Linked DNA regions of Sus scrofa: region 2 is linked to region 1. Evidence: chromatin contacts called from public HiChIP or PLAC-seq data. All regions are on one chromosome and are shown on one strand. The core of a region is the stretch at or near the end of the contact, and the rest is flanking DNA. Distances in the headings are between cores, read along the strand shown. Region 1 holds the start of LRP6 (low-density lipoprotein receptor-related protein 6). Region 2 holds the start of BCL2L14 (BCL2 like 14).

Evidence for each region. HiChIP or PLAC-seq counts read pairs in DNA pulled down with a chosen protein or histone mark.
Region 2: an H3K27ac HiChIP or PLAC-seq map of alveolar macrophages shows a contact between it and region 1. The contact joins the promoter of BCL2L14 here to the promoter of LRP6 in region 1. A contact is called at or near these places in 3 of 5 promoter capture datasets (fetal liver, liver and skeletal muscle), 1 of 47 Hi-C or Micro-C datasets (fetal skeletal muscle) and 2 of 2 datasets of contacts at active chromatin or transcription factors (alveolar macrophages and skeletal muscle).

The regions. Positions count from the first base shown.
Region 1 is chr5:60,145,134-60,151,807 of Sscrofa11.1, reverse strand. LRP6 (low-density lipoprotein receptor-related protein 6) reads right to left here and starts at 2,767. Exons shown (of 24, transcript XM_021092344.1): 1 at 2,433-2,767. The coding sequence starts at 2,502.
Region 2 is chr5:60,353,672-60,360,345 of Sscrofa11.1, reverse strand. It overlaps BCL2L14 (BCL2 like 14), which reads left to right and starts at 2,615. Exons shown (of 6, transcript NM_001315668.1): 1 at 2,615-2,669.

The DNA.
Region 1 (6,674 bases), core at 1,518-4,017:
TCTAATCGGAGCTGTAGCCGCCAGCCTACACCACAACCACAGCAGCACAGGATCCAAGCCGCGTCTGCAACCTACACCACAGCTTACAGCAACACGGGATCCTTAACCCACTGAGCAAGGCCAGGAATAGAACCCGCAACCTCATGATTCCTAGTCGGAATCGTTAACCACTGCGCCACGAGAGGAACACCAACACAGGCTTTAAATCCAACATTTTCGGATTGAAATTCCCAAATCTATCCTTCACACCTTTTCCTCTGATGGTAGGGAAAGGGATGCAGCCCAGATGATGATAGTATTATGCCCTAGCTCTCAGCTATTGGTGTAACAGAGCTACAGAAAAAAGTTCTCCCCAACTCTCTCATCATCCCACCTTCCCAATGTTAGAGCTCCAACTCTTCTGTGAAGACAAATGAGCTTAATTAAACTAGTTAATTACATTTCTCCCTGGAGTCCAAGGTTAACTAATATCACTGTTTTAACAGAAGACGACATTAGCAAGGAATGAAAAGAATATAAGTTATGAATAAAAATCTTCCACAGTGAAAAACAGTTTTAGTTGAAATACATAGTTAAGTAGGTTAAATTCAAAGACCACCTTATACCATTAATATGCTACATTTAAAATGAGAGCTTCACTTTTCAAAACTTTGTTTCCTAGTGGAAATGAGACAATTTAAACTATTAACTCTTTTAGGTCTTCATATATAGTATCACATTTCAAAATATAACTCATTATTTCTCTTAACTCCAATAATGACCAAAACCAACTCTGGGCTCAAACTTGGTGTTAAACATTTACATCAAATCCTTCTATTCCAAGAAATACAACTGAGCAACCAGAAGCATGCCAGGTAATGATTTTCAATTTCCCCAAGACTTTAACCCATCAGCTGATTCTATTTATTAACCTTTAAATATACACATATTCTTATGTCAAATATAATCCCCTTTCAACAAGGAGTAAACTGTAATAAACATATACTTATTAAACCTCTTAAGTACTTAAAACTGCATTAAATTCTCAGCCAAGAAAATGAAATAAGCACTATCTTTCTGGAGTTTAAACGTGGAAATAGTTTGGAATGTGCTTACAGTTGAGTCCCAATTATTAAGTATAAGTAGATACAACATGCAGACATTATAATCCTGAGACACGAATAAAGGAAAAAAATTTCTCCTCTCAAAATTGTCAATCACGCTTATCCAAAATAAATAAATATGCACACAAATAGCTTATCTGGCTCATTTATAGCACAACACGGTTAGTTACTATCGTGCTCTGGAAACTTCCGTTAAGTTTGAACACTTAACAAACGTTTAGCCTGTTAAATTAATAGCTAAAAATCTCCTTACACTCAAGAGGTCCCATATCTGAAAAGAACTGACAGTGAACACAAGCGAAAATCTTAACGAAACCAAAGCTACATACAAATCATTGCATCAATTGGCACTTAAATTGCTCGGCTGGTAAATGCCCCACAGCATCAGAGTCATCACTGCCTCAACACTGGCTAAGTTTGAGAATAGCTGCTGAAATCTTGCGGGCCAGTCAAAAACCTCAGCGAACTAAAATCACAAAATAAAAGTCACAGCCTATGTGACAGCTTTGCGGGCCAATTAAAAACAAACAAACAAGCCAAGGAACCACAGAATTTACTCGATTCTCGAGCAAATTCTCCCGGGGAGCGCAGCAGATGGTAGCTTAGGTCCCGGGACAGGCTCCTCTCCACCAAGGATGACTTTCCTGCTTGGTGCCAACTGTACACTTGCAAGCTCCGAAAATAGGGGCAAGTTCTGAATACCAGGGGTTACAAGGGCAACGTTTCTATTTTATCACGGGCTGAAGCCCAGACGACTCCCAAGGCTGAAACGCTCGACCTATAACCTCGGAGTCGCTTTCCAACTGTGCTCTCACCCACGATCATTATATCCCCAAAGGAAGCCAATTATTAGTTGTAACAAGGCCTGGAAAAATAGTAAGAGGGCTCTAAAAGTTCACAAGACAGACACGGAAAAGGTGGGGGCAGGAGAAGCCCGACGTTGAAGCATCTCAGGCTCAAACATTCCAAGGGCCAAAATCCATACAAAGCCCCTAGTCCCCAGTGACTCCACGCAGAAACAGACACACCGACCCTCAGTCGCACGGAAAGAATGGGGGGTCCAGGGGGTTACCCGCACAGGCTGCTAATGGTAAACTTAGAATCATCCGTTCCGACCAGGTCGGGCAGGCGAGGCGGGGGCTGCATCGTGGCCGGGCGGAGCGCGCAGCCCCTTCTCCCGGGCCCCTCTCTCCCTCCTTCCCCAAGACCAGGCCTCTCCCCGCTCCTCTTCCCCTTCTTCGCCTCCCTCCCTCCCCTCCCCCAGACACACAGAATGAGGCCCCCTCCCCCCAAAACCCCACCAACTTTCCCCGTCCCCGTGCTTCCCACCTCTCAGGAGCACGCAGAAACTGCAGGCCAGGAGGCTCCTCAGGACGGCCCCCATCTTCCCTTCTCGCATTCGCTTCTCTCACCGGCGAGGGGCGGCCCGAAGAGGGGGAGGCGAGGAGCCGGGGCGGCCGCGGCAGCGGCAGGTCTGCACGCTCATGCTTCCCAGCTTTCCGGAGAGAGAGAAGAAAGAAAGGGGCACGTCAAGGCTCCGCGCGCGCCGCCGCCGCCCTCTCTACCGCGCCGCTCCGCCCGGGGCTCGCGCGACGCCAGCGTCTGCTTCCATCCCGCCGCCTCCTCCCCCGGCGCCCCGCTTCCCCCGCGCAGTTCCTCATTCAGCCTCTTCCTCTCACGCCGCGGCGCAGGGATACCGGCTCCCGCCGCCGCCACGGGTCGCCGCCGAGGTCTCCCTGCGCGCGGGCGAGCCCCCTCCCTCGGCACCGCCTCCCGGGCGGTTTAGAAAAGGAGAGAGGGCCGCGCGCACGGCCTCGGCTGGCAGACCCCGGGAAATGCGAGGGGCGAGCAAAAGCGGGCAGGAGGGGAAAGGCCGCCCGGCGGCGCATTCCGATGGGATTCTTTCCCGGGCCGGCCCCTTCGGCCCTCCCCGCGGAGGGCGTGAAGCGACGTCGAACAACATCGGTGCCGGCGTGGTCGGGACTACTTTCTGCGGCTCGGCCGGGCCGCCGCCTGCTCTGCTCTTTGTGCGGCAGCCGCGGGCTGAGCCAGGTGGGGTTCTCGGGCCACGCCGGCCGCCACCTGGGCCAGGGCGGCGAGGGCGTTGAGGGCGGCGGGGGCAGATTGGCTGGAGCCGCGGAGCTGCAAGTCCACGCTCTGGGATATCGATACGGGGTGATGAGCTCAGTCTCCAGGATTGGGAATTGGTTTACGCATCTCTTTTTTTTTTAAGCATATCTCTTTTTAAAGAAAATAAAAACTAATGCTGTATCCACCAGCTTTCAACGTGGATATGGTGAAGGGTGCTCAAACGCCAACACAAAACGGAGATTTATTTTTTCCTCCTGGCTTCCCAGAACTGCAGACTGCCCCCACAATTAAGTCCGACAAGGACTAAAGATTTCTAAACTGGCAGATAAAATTCCAAGATACCTAAGAGAGAGTAAAGGGACAATGGGTCAGGACTGAATTCTGGATTTTACAAATTGCGTTTAATGATGGTTGTTTGGCATGTTTTGATGATCAGTTCTCAGCTGGAGAAGGAAAAGATTCCTCAGCATCTCAGAGTGATTTTGCTCAGCCTCTGCTGGCTGCTCTCCGGGCACTGGGCGTTCAGGGATAGGTGCTCAGACGTCCCTGGAGTCACGTGGCAGCTTCAGTCCAGGAGGGCACACCATCAGGAGTTAACCATAAAGGAACTATCAGGTGCATCCTGCCCAGCCGTCACACGCCCTCACCTGGGGGCAGATGGTGCAGAGGCGGGGATGCCCCTACGTTGGTACTAGCGTCTCAGTGACGCGGTTCACCAAGTGCTGCGCACACATGATTTGACACTCAACTACCCTGGGGTAAGGCAGGTTGTGTTACTTAGTATCCTTATTGCACAGAGGAGGAAAATGAGAATCTGAGGGGTTCAATGACTTTCCCAAGGCCAGTCAGGTGGCGACTAGCCCGTCCAAACCCAAGCCAGGTCTTCCGACTGCAGACCCTGCTCTGTCGGAGAAATGCGCACTGATCCAAAGCCAGGGGTGTCTGTGAGCAGATAGAAGGGCAAAAAAGAGCCAAATCATTTTCTCCTAAATTCACCTGAGAACGTCTAGCCGCCACTAATTTAAATTACCTTCCTCCAAGAACCATGTCAGGACTTGGCAAGTTTTGTATTCTGTCCTCCTCAAAACAGATAATCGAGAACCAGGTTTTCAGCAATTGCCTAGAGAATGTCACCTCGAAGCTATGAGTCTGTGGCGACACCATGATGTAGTTGGGAAGGCATGAGCTTTGGAAAGAGATGGTTAGGATTCAAATCCTACCAGTTACTAGATGTGTAACTTTGGGCATGAAATTTAGGTATACTGCACCTCGTTTTTCTCATTTGTAAAAATGGGAATAATACCTCGATCAGGCTTATAGTAGGAATTAAATTTTAAAGAATTTTAAAGAATTTTAAAGAAAAAATATTTCTCAGTATATAATAGGTGCTGAATAAATGATCATTTCCTTTCTCAACTCCTGCAAAGCGAATGGTATCATAGTAACTTGGAATCCTTCAGAAATTATGGAATACAAGGAGGAAAAGTACATATTCAAGATGTTTATTCCAGGATAATTTCTAAGTAGAAGTAGATAACTACAAAGCCAATGAAAATTAACCTGCAGGGAGTTCCATTGTGGTACAGCAGCTCAGGTCACTGCTGTGGGCACAGGTTGGATCTCTAGCCTGGGAGCTTCTGTATGCCACAGGCGTGGCCAGAAAGGAAAAATTAACCTCCAGAACACCTCATTTTCTTACTTTCTTTCTTACTTTCTTTTTGTTGTTTGTTTGGCCTCAACCATGGCTGTGGAAGCCCCGAGCCAGGGATCCAACCCATGCCACAGTAGTGACCTGAGCCATTGCAATGACAACACCAGATCCTTAACCCACGGAGCCACCAGGAAACTTCAGGACATCCCCACACTTTTTTTTTTTTTTTTTTTGGTCTTTTTAGGGCTGCTCCTGCGGCATACAGAAGTTCCCAGGTTAGGGGTCCAATCAGAGCCATAGCTACTGGCTTATACCGCAGCCACAGCAACATGGGATACGAGCCTTGTCTGTAACCTACACTGTAGCTCACAGCAACGCCAGATCCTTTAACCCACTGTGTGAGGCCAAAACGTAACCCACGTTCTCAGAGATACTAGCCTGGTTCCTTACGGCTGAGTCACAGCAGGAACTCCAGAACCCCTCCCCCCACTTTTAAAGGCCCTTTCCAAAGCCTGGAGAGGGACTCTAACAATGTGTTCATATGGTCCTATTTGCAAAAGTTAGACAATTTTGAATTATTTTTCTGAAAACATCACTCAAAATTGTATAAATTTCAAGTCCCTCAAAACCTGGATCTGTTACTATTTATAGCAGAAAGCTGGGTATAAGCTAAGGCTCTTTTAGGCTGTCAACCTAAGTAGGGAAATGAGATACAATGCAATGCTTGAAAATGATAATTTGGAGGACTATGCAAAAATGTTGGAAAATACCTGCAGTTTGTGAGCCTTAAAAACATATAAAAGTGCATGTACACTTTAATTACAGCCATATAAAATATAAATATATAGATATATATAAACATAAACATATAGTGTGTGTGTGTGTATTCGCATATTTGAGAAAAGACCAAAAGTAAATGCACTGAAATAGGTATTAGGCTGGTGAAATTATGTGAGAGTTGTTTCACTTTCCTGTTCTTAAATTTTCTTTAATGTATTTTTTTTTGAAATTTCTTTAAAGGTATTTAGGAGTTTGGGATTAACATATAAACATTACTAAAATAGTGGGACCTACTATACAGCACAGGGAACTATACACAGTATCTTGTAGTAACCTCTAACGGAAAAGAAGCTGAAAAAGAATATATGTGAGTGTTTGTGTGTGTGTGTGTGTGTGTGTGTGTGTGTGTGTGTGTGTGTGTAACTGAATCACTTTGCTGTGCACTTGAAACTAATACAACACTGACTATAAATTAGCAATTTTTAAAAAATGAAAAAAATAAAGGCACTTAAGTGAAAATCTATAGTTTAAGCTGAAGCTCAGCCAGGATGCTAGTCTTATTACTTAATAATTTGTATTCAATTGCCTATTAAAAACGTTCAGTTTATTAAGAAAGTAGGAGTTGCCATTGTGCCTCAGCAGTAACAAACCCGACTAATATCCATGAGGATGAGGGTTCAATCCCTGGCCTCACTCAGTGGGTTAAAGATCCGGAGTTGCCAAGAGCTGTGGTGTAGGTTGCAAATGCAGCTTGGATCCCATGTTGCTGTGGCTGTGGCGTAGGCCAGCAGCTACAGCTCCTATCTGACCCCTAGCCTGGGAACTTCATATGCCAAGGGTGTGGCCCTAAAAAGACAAATATACATATATTCAGGGCCAGTCCCGGTGTTAAATACTGGGTATGCAAAGATAAGACAAATCATGTTCCCTACCTTTGAGAAGCTTACAACCCAGTTTGGAAACTCTAATTAATAAAAAATTAAAAAAAAATTCAAACATTAAAATTGCTGTAGTGCAAGTTTGTACCCAATTAACAAGGAACTCAAGTA
Region 2 (6,674 bases), core at 1,366-3,865, 210 kb before region 1:
CAGCGGCAGCTCCAATTCAACCGCTTGCCTGGGAACTTCCATGTACATCAGGGGCAGCCATTTAAAAAAAAAAAAATTGGAGTTCCCGTCGTGGCGCAGCAGAAACAAATCCGACTAGGAACCATGAGGTTGAAGGTTTGATCCCTGGCCTTGCTCAGTGGGTTAAGGATCCGGAGTTGTTGAGAGCTGTAGTGTAGGTCACAGACGCAGCACGGATCTGGCGTTGCTGTGGCTCTGGCGTAATCAGGTGGCTACAGCTCCGATTAGACCCCTAGCCTGGGAACCTCCATATGCCACGGGTGCAGCCCTAAAACACGGACAAAAGACACACACACACACACAAAATTTTTTAATGAACAATTCATGAGTCAGGCAACATCTCATCTAAGAGGTAAAGAGGAGCTCTGCTGAGCTGCAGAAAAGGAAGCTTTTTAAAGACAGAGCAGAAACAAGGAAAGTATTTGCAAAGATATAATGTTTCAGGCAAGGCCATCCTCCTGAAGGAGGATGTGAGCAGGGTCTATTAGCAGATTTCTCAGTCCTGACCAGGAAATTCCAGTTTAGCTGGAATCACATTCCTGGCTAAGGGTGACTTTGTAATTAGGATAGGTATTAAGTCTTGGCCTACTGCCACGGAGCCAACACACGTGACTCCAGTTGGGGCTTATGGTTTCCTTTTTCATAAGGGGCAGAGGTCCCTTTATCCACCTGACCGCAGGGGTGCCTCCTGGTAGGTACACTCTTGGGGGCAGGATGAAGGGAAAGGTCAGTGGGCCGGGCAGATACCTGAAGGGTAGCTTACTGTCACTGTCACAGAAGGAAGGAAATGCACCCCATTTTTAACAACCCTCATCCCTGAGTGACTGGATCTTGGTGGTCTCTATTCTATGAGTGCTCTTTTATGTTTTCTACCTTTTCTAGAGCACAATGTGTATTTTTAGAATCAGGAGAAAAGTAGGCTCGGTTTTTGTTTTTTTTTTTTTAATATATAACACGTCTGGAGGCCTGTCTTGAGTATGTGCCAGTTTGTTGGGTGTGGAAGGTGTGAAGCTGGGTGACTAATGGACATTGTCGTCAATGAACCCACCTCCTCGTGCTGACTGCCCCTTCCTTGTGTTCATACCTGTGTTCATACCTGCCAAGACCTTGTGAGATTCTAAATGGTTTCTGCCCCCAGTTTCCTTAAGTCATGTAACTCTGAAGTCCAATCACAACTGTGGTCCTTACTAGGCAATTTAGTTACTTGTTATATCCATTTGTTGATTCTTGAATTGTTTCAAATGAATCTATCTCTTCTTCCCAAAAAAAAGACTGAGTTTTTTTTTTTTTTAAAAAGACAAGACATTCTTAATATTTCTTGAATAGCCCTCCAGGTAACTAGACTTGTATTCATTATGTGCAATAAATATGAATTTGCTGGTGAAATTTCACTTTGAGTCACCAAAAAACTAACTTTCCCATAACTGCTGTCATTTGTCTCTCAGGGATGTTTACCTAATATTTAAATGGCCAGTCCTTTCCCCGCTTTTATGAAATCACCCTTAATTCCCCTTTCATTTCTCACTTCCTTCATCTTCCCAGTTTGAGTAGCCAGCACTCATATTTCATGATCATAAATATATACTTCAGTTAAGAATCTGGATAAAGCATAAAATCCTATCTGTTTCTTCTTTCTTATACATAGGGAATTCTATCCCTAAAATCATAAGCTATAGTGGTTTTTTGTTTTTGCATTTTGGGGCCATACCATACCCATGGCATATAGAAGTTCCCAGGCCAGGAGTCAAATCAGAGTTGCAGCTGCTGGCCTACACCACAGCCACAGCAATGCAGGATCCGAGCCTCACCCGAGACCTACACCACAGCTCACATCCACACCAGATCCTTAACCCACTGCGTGAGGCCAGGGATCGAACCTGCATCCTCATGGGTTCTAGTCGGATTTGTTTTTGCTGCACAGCAACAGGAACGCCCATGTAACCTATAGTCTTTACATGAGTTTTTGTGGGTTTTACTATGGCTGGGGTTAGATTCTGTTTTGAAAGCTTTTCCAGGGGTTCCATTGGAATACAACCTTTGAATCTCACAGGAGAGGTAACAGGATATAGTGGAAAGCCAGAAAGACCAAGATTTGGATCTCAGCTCACCTGACGGGGACCACTAACAAGATACCTTACCTCTGAGCCTCAGTTTCCTTATAGGCAAAATGGGAATCGTAACACCTGCCTCCTGATGTTAAGATTCAAGATGTCCCACAGGTGATCAGTAAACATTTGCTAAACTGATGAAATGGAAAGCACTCTCAGGAAAACACCCAAATAATTGTCTTTGTCCCAAAGGGCAGTGAGAGTCCTTGGGAAACCGTGTAGAACTCCTTTTCGAGTCAAATTACTTGGGCAAAGGTCAGCCCCTCCTTCAGTTAAAAAGCTGAGGGCAGGGCTTAACGAGGAAGTGGCTCTCTTTCCTGAGCCTCCCTCCAGCTCTAGTCCCAACCTGAAGAGGCTACACCCGCTGGGGTCTCAGATCACAAGAAGCCTCCCGCAATGAGAAGCCAGGAAGACTTGGCCAGAGTTTCCTCTTAAGTTTCGTGGAGAGAGACTCAGGTATAGAAATATCCTTACTGCCACCTGACCTGAAGCAGGAGACACCGCTAACAGCCTGGAGACCAGGTAACACCAGGAGGCACCAGTCTTCATTCTCAGCCTTTCCAGCAGGACCTGGGGTGGGCAGGTCCATCCTGGTTTTGCTAACTCACTAGAGATGAGCAGACCTCACGTTTCCCGAGTTTATTTCCAAGATCTTAGCATGTCAAACTCAGAAAGCAAAATTAAGAATCTAAAACTAAACGTTAAGCAACTAGTTTGGCGTTTCAAAGAAAGGGAAAGAAAGATATTTAGGTTTCTCTTTCATTTCTCCTTTGCTCAGAAGGCTTGGGATAGGTCAGTTCAGAATATGTAACTGGCCAAATGATTTTGAATTTTGTGCAGGCCTCTCTCACTGAGTGCGTGACAAGGTGCGTGATGACCTGACAGAAGCCTGTGGAAATGCAAGCTTCCTCCCCCAGAGCAGAAATGGGCTGCAGACAGGCGTGCCTGGGTTTGAGCCAGAGTCCTGAGCACATGTGGGAACTTGGACACAAGGTCTAGTCCTGGCAGACCCCCCTAGAGACTTCCTTGGGTACAAGGCTCAGGTGAAATGGGAAATTCTGCTCCCTCCCGAGGTCCCCACCCCCTTTGTTCATAATCATCAGAGCCTGAGTCTCTGTCTCTCAGTTTAGCTTCTATTGTAATGATTTTACCTCATTCCTCATTTCTCCCTGAGGATTTAAAGGACAGAAATGACAAACAGGAGGCGGGACGAAGACACTAGATGTTCAGGAAAGCGAGGGGGGAGGGCAGATTGCCTCTGAAGGGCATAAGGGGGGCAGAGGGGGCAGAAGGGCAGGTGAAAAGCAACCAGAAAACACTGAGCTCCTAATTTGGTCCTCAGGAATGAGCGTCCTCACTCCTTTTTTTTTTTTTTTTTTTTTTTTGGTGGGGAGGAGTCTTTTTAGGGCCACACCTGCGGCATATGGAGGTTCCCAGGCTAGGGGTCTAATCAGAGCTACAGCTGCCAGCCTGCACCACAGCCACAGCCATGCCAGATCTGAGCCGTGTCAGCAACTTACACCACAGCTCACAACACCACTGGATCCTTAACCCACTGAGCAAGGCCAGGGATTGAACCCACAACCTCATGGGTCCAGTCGGATTTGTTTCCGCTGTGCCACAGTGGGAACTCCCTCACTCCTGTCTTACATTCAGGTCTCAGCAGAGTGAGCAAATTTGAATTCCATCCAGCTTCCTGGGGCCCTGGGGCCACAGCCTCTGTGCCGTTGTAGGGTCTCTTTCCTCCGTGACCTGCCACAGGAAGGGAAGCAAAATCTAACCTCGACAAAGGAATCCAGAGCTAGAACAACCCCAAGGGTGTCCTGCCATCCTGGAGGTCAGGTGCCGCCCTGCCCCGCTCCTAGGGGACTAGCTGCGTGGGAACCCGCAGGACTTTGGCCATCTAGGGGTTGAGGGAGAGGGAATCTTCTGGGAGGGCAAAGAGGCCAAACAAAGACACCATGTAACCTCCCTCCCTTTCAGAAGCAGTTTGGTGTAGATAAGGAGAGGGTATGTAAATACAAAGAGTAGGGCTGGGGAGCCACTGAATTACAATAAGCCTCACACATCTGATCCTGGAGCTAATTGAACCCTCCAGGCTCTGCACCTACACCCTGGGACCCCACCCAGGACTTCCTTTCCATAAACATAAGCATAAAACTTACCTGTACATTTCCATTGACCCAGAAGTTGAGCATTTTGAACACGAATGGCTGAGAGCAGAAGGGCTGCAATGTGTGATAAAGTAACTCGCTGCTGCTCTGCACCAAGACGTTATGGTCAATTTAACAGCGCCCTCATTCACAGTGGGGATCAGTGGGATGCACTGGAAGTGTCTTAACTGAGACTGATGCCATGGTCTCCTCCGCACCGCTGCTCCTGGCCACTGTCTGCATGCTGCCGGGCTCTCTGCTTCTCTCTCTCGCCCTTGGCCTTGCCTCTTGGTTGGGCCAAGCACTCAGATCCTTCTGGCCTGTAATGTGACAAAAATCTCTGCCCCCAGATGGAAGGACCGTGTGCTCCATCCTGACCTCTGGTTTTCCCCCCTTTCAGCTGTTGCTCCTGCATCAGCCTTTTGCAAACCCCTCTCTTAAAGAAGGACCCTTTCTCCGATAACATCACACATGCACACACCACACACACACACACACACTCACTTTTTTTTCTATTCACTTTTTTCAAAAAGCAATTTTATTATAGTTGATTTATGTGACATTTTCTGCTGTACAGCAAAGTGACCCAGTCATACACATTCTTTTTCTCATGTCATTCCCCATCATGCTCTATCCTAAGAGTTCCCTGTGCTGTAGAGTAGGACACACACACACTTTTAAAGTCCTCACGCTGCATTAGAAACTTTTTGCTTTTTTTTTTTTTTTTTTTAACTTACATGGTTTCCTCCAGAGTAGTTTTGTGGCTGGAGGAAGGCTCACCCCCTACCAAGGACACAGTTCCTGGAGAACCCGAGGGTACTTCCAGTCCAAAGGAAGCTCCGAATTAAAACCCACATAAGTCTCCTGACACCCTCCAGCGCTGCTCCCTGCCTGGGCTCAGCCACATCTGCAGTGAGACGTCCACCTGGAGTCTGACCTCGTGTCCGGCTCTCCTAGCCCTTTCCCTCTTTGGCTCATGTGTCTCAGGTAACTCAGTCTCAACCCCAGGTCCACTTTACTCCCTTCCAAGAAACTCAGTTCTCAATATTTTTAAGCAGCACCTTTCATTCGTAGAGTTGTCCAATTTGCTTAAAAATACAAGAGGCCCAGAGTTCCTGTCGTGGCACAGAAATTAACCCTGACTAGCATCCATGAGGATGCAGGTTCGATCCCTGGCCTCACTCAGTGGGTTGAGGATCCTGTGTTGCTGTGGCTGTCGAGAAGGCCCTAAAAGGACCAAAAAAAAAAAATATATAGGAGGCCCTGTTAGGTATGAATTTCAGGTAAATGACAGATACTATTATTTTATAAGCATACAATATTCAGGACCTACTTACACTAAAAAATTATTTGTCATTTATCTAAAATTCAAGTTTGACTATATATCCCATATTATTAACTGGTAGATCTATGTCGTTTTTCTTTCATTCATCAAATATTTATGGAGCATTTACTCTGTCAGGCCTTATGCTAGGTGCTGGGAAAGCCAGCCAAGTCCCAGGCTTCATGCCTTACAGTGTGTGTACTTTATACCCACACCCACACTATCTATAGATAAACCAAATATTTGCAGGTCATTACTTTTCTTAATTGCAGCATTTGATGGATTTGCTTTTACGTACACATTAAAACTTACCAAAAAGGTAACCTATTCTAAAATAATCTAACTTTAATGAAGATGCTAGTATTTCTTGAACATGTAACATCTACCATGCACTACTTTAGATGATTTACATGTGCTATTTTTTTTATCCATGATATGGGGGTATGTTTTTTTTAATTTTTTAATTGAGATATAGTTGATGCACAACAATGATTCAGAATTTTTAAAGGTTCTACTCCATTTGTAGTGATTATAAAATATTGGCTATATTCCTTGTGCTGTATAACATATCCTTATAGCTTATTTATTTTATATGTAATAGTTTGTACCTCTTAATCCCCTCCCCCATCTTACCCCTTCCCTTCCCCTGCCTCCATGGGCAACCAGTAGTTTCTTCTCCATATCTGTCTTTCTTTTTTGTTATATTCACTAGTTTATGCTTTTAAGATTCCACGTATAAGTGATATCATAACAGTATTTGTCTTTTTTTTACTTATTTCATTTAGCATAACCCTCCAAGTCCATTCATGCTGTTGCAAATGGCACAATTTCATTCTTTTTTATGGCTGAGTCGTATTCCATACAATATACACTGTATCTTCTTTATCCATTCATCTGTTCTTAGACACTTATGTTCCTTCCATATCTTGGCAACTGTAAATAATGCTTTTATGAACATTGGAGTACATGTATCTTTTCAAATTAGTATTTTTATCTTTTCCAGATACATACCAAGGAGTGTAATTGCTGGGTCATATATTTCTATTTTTA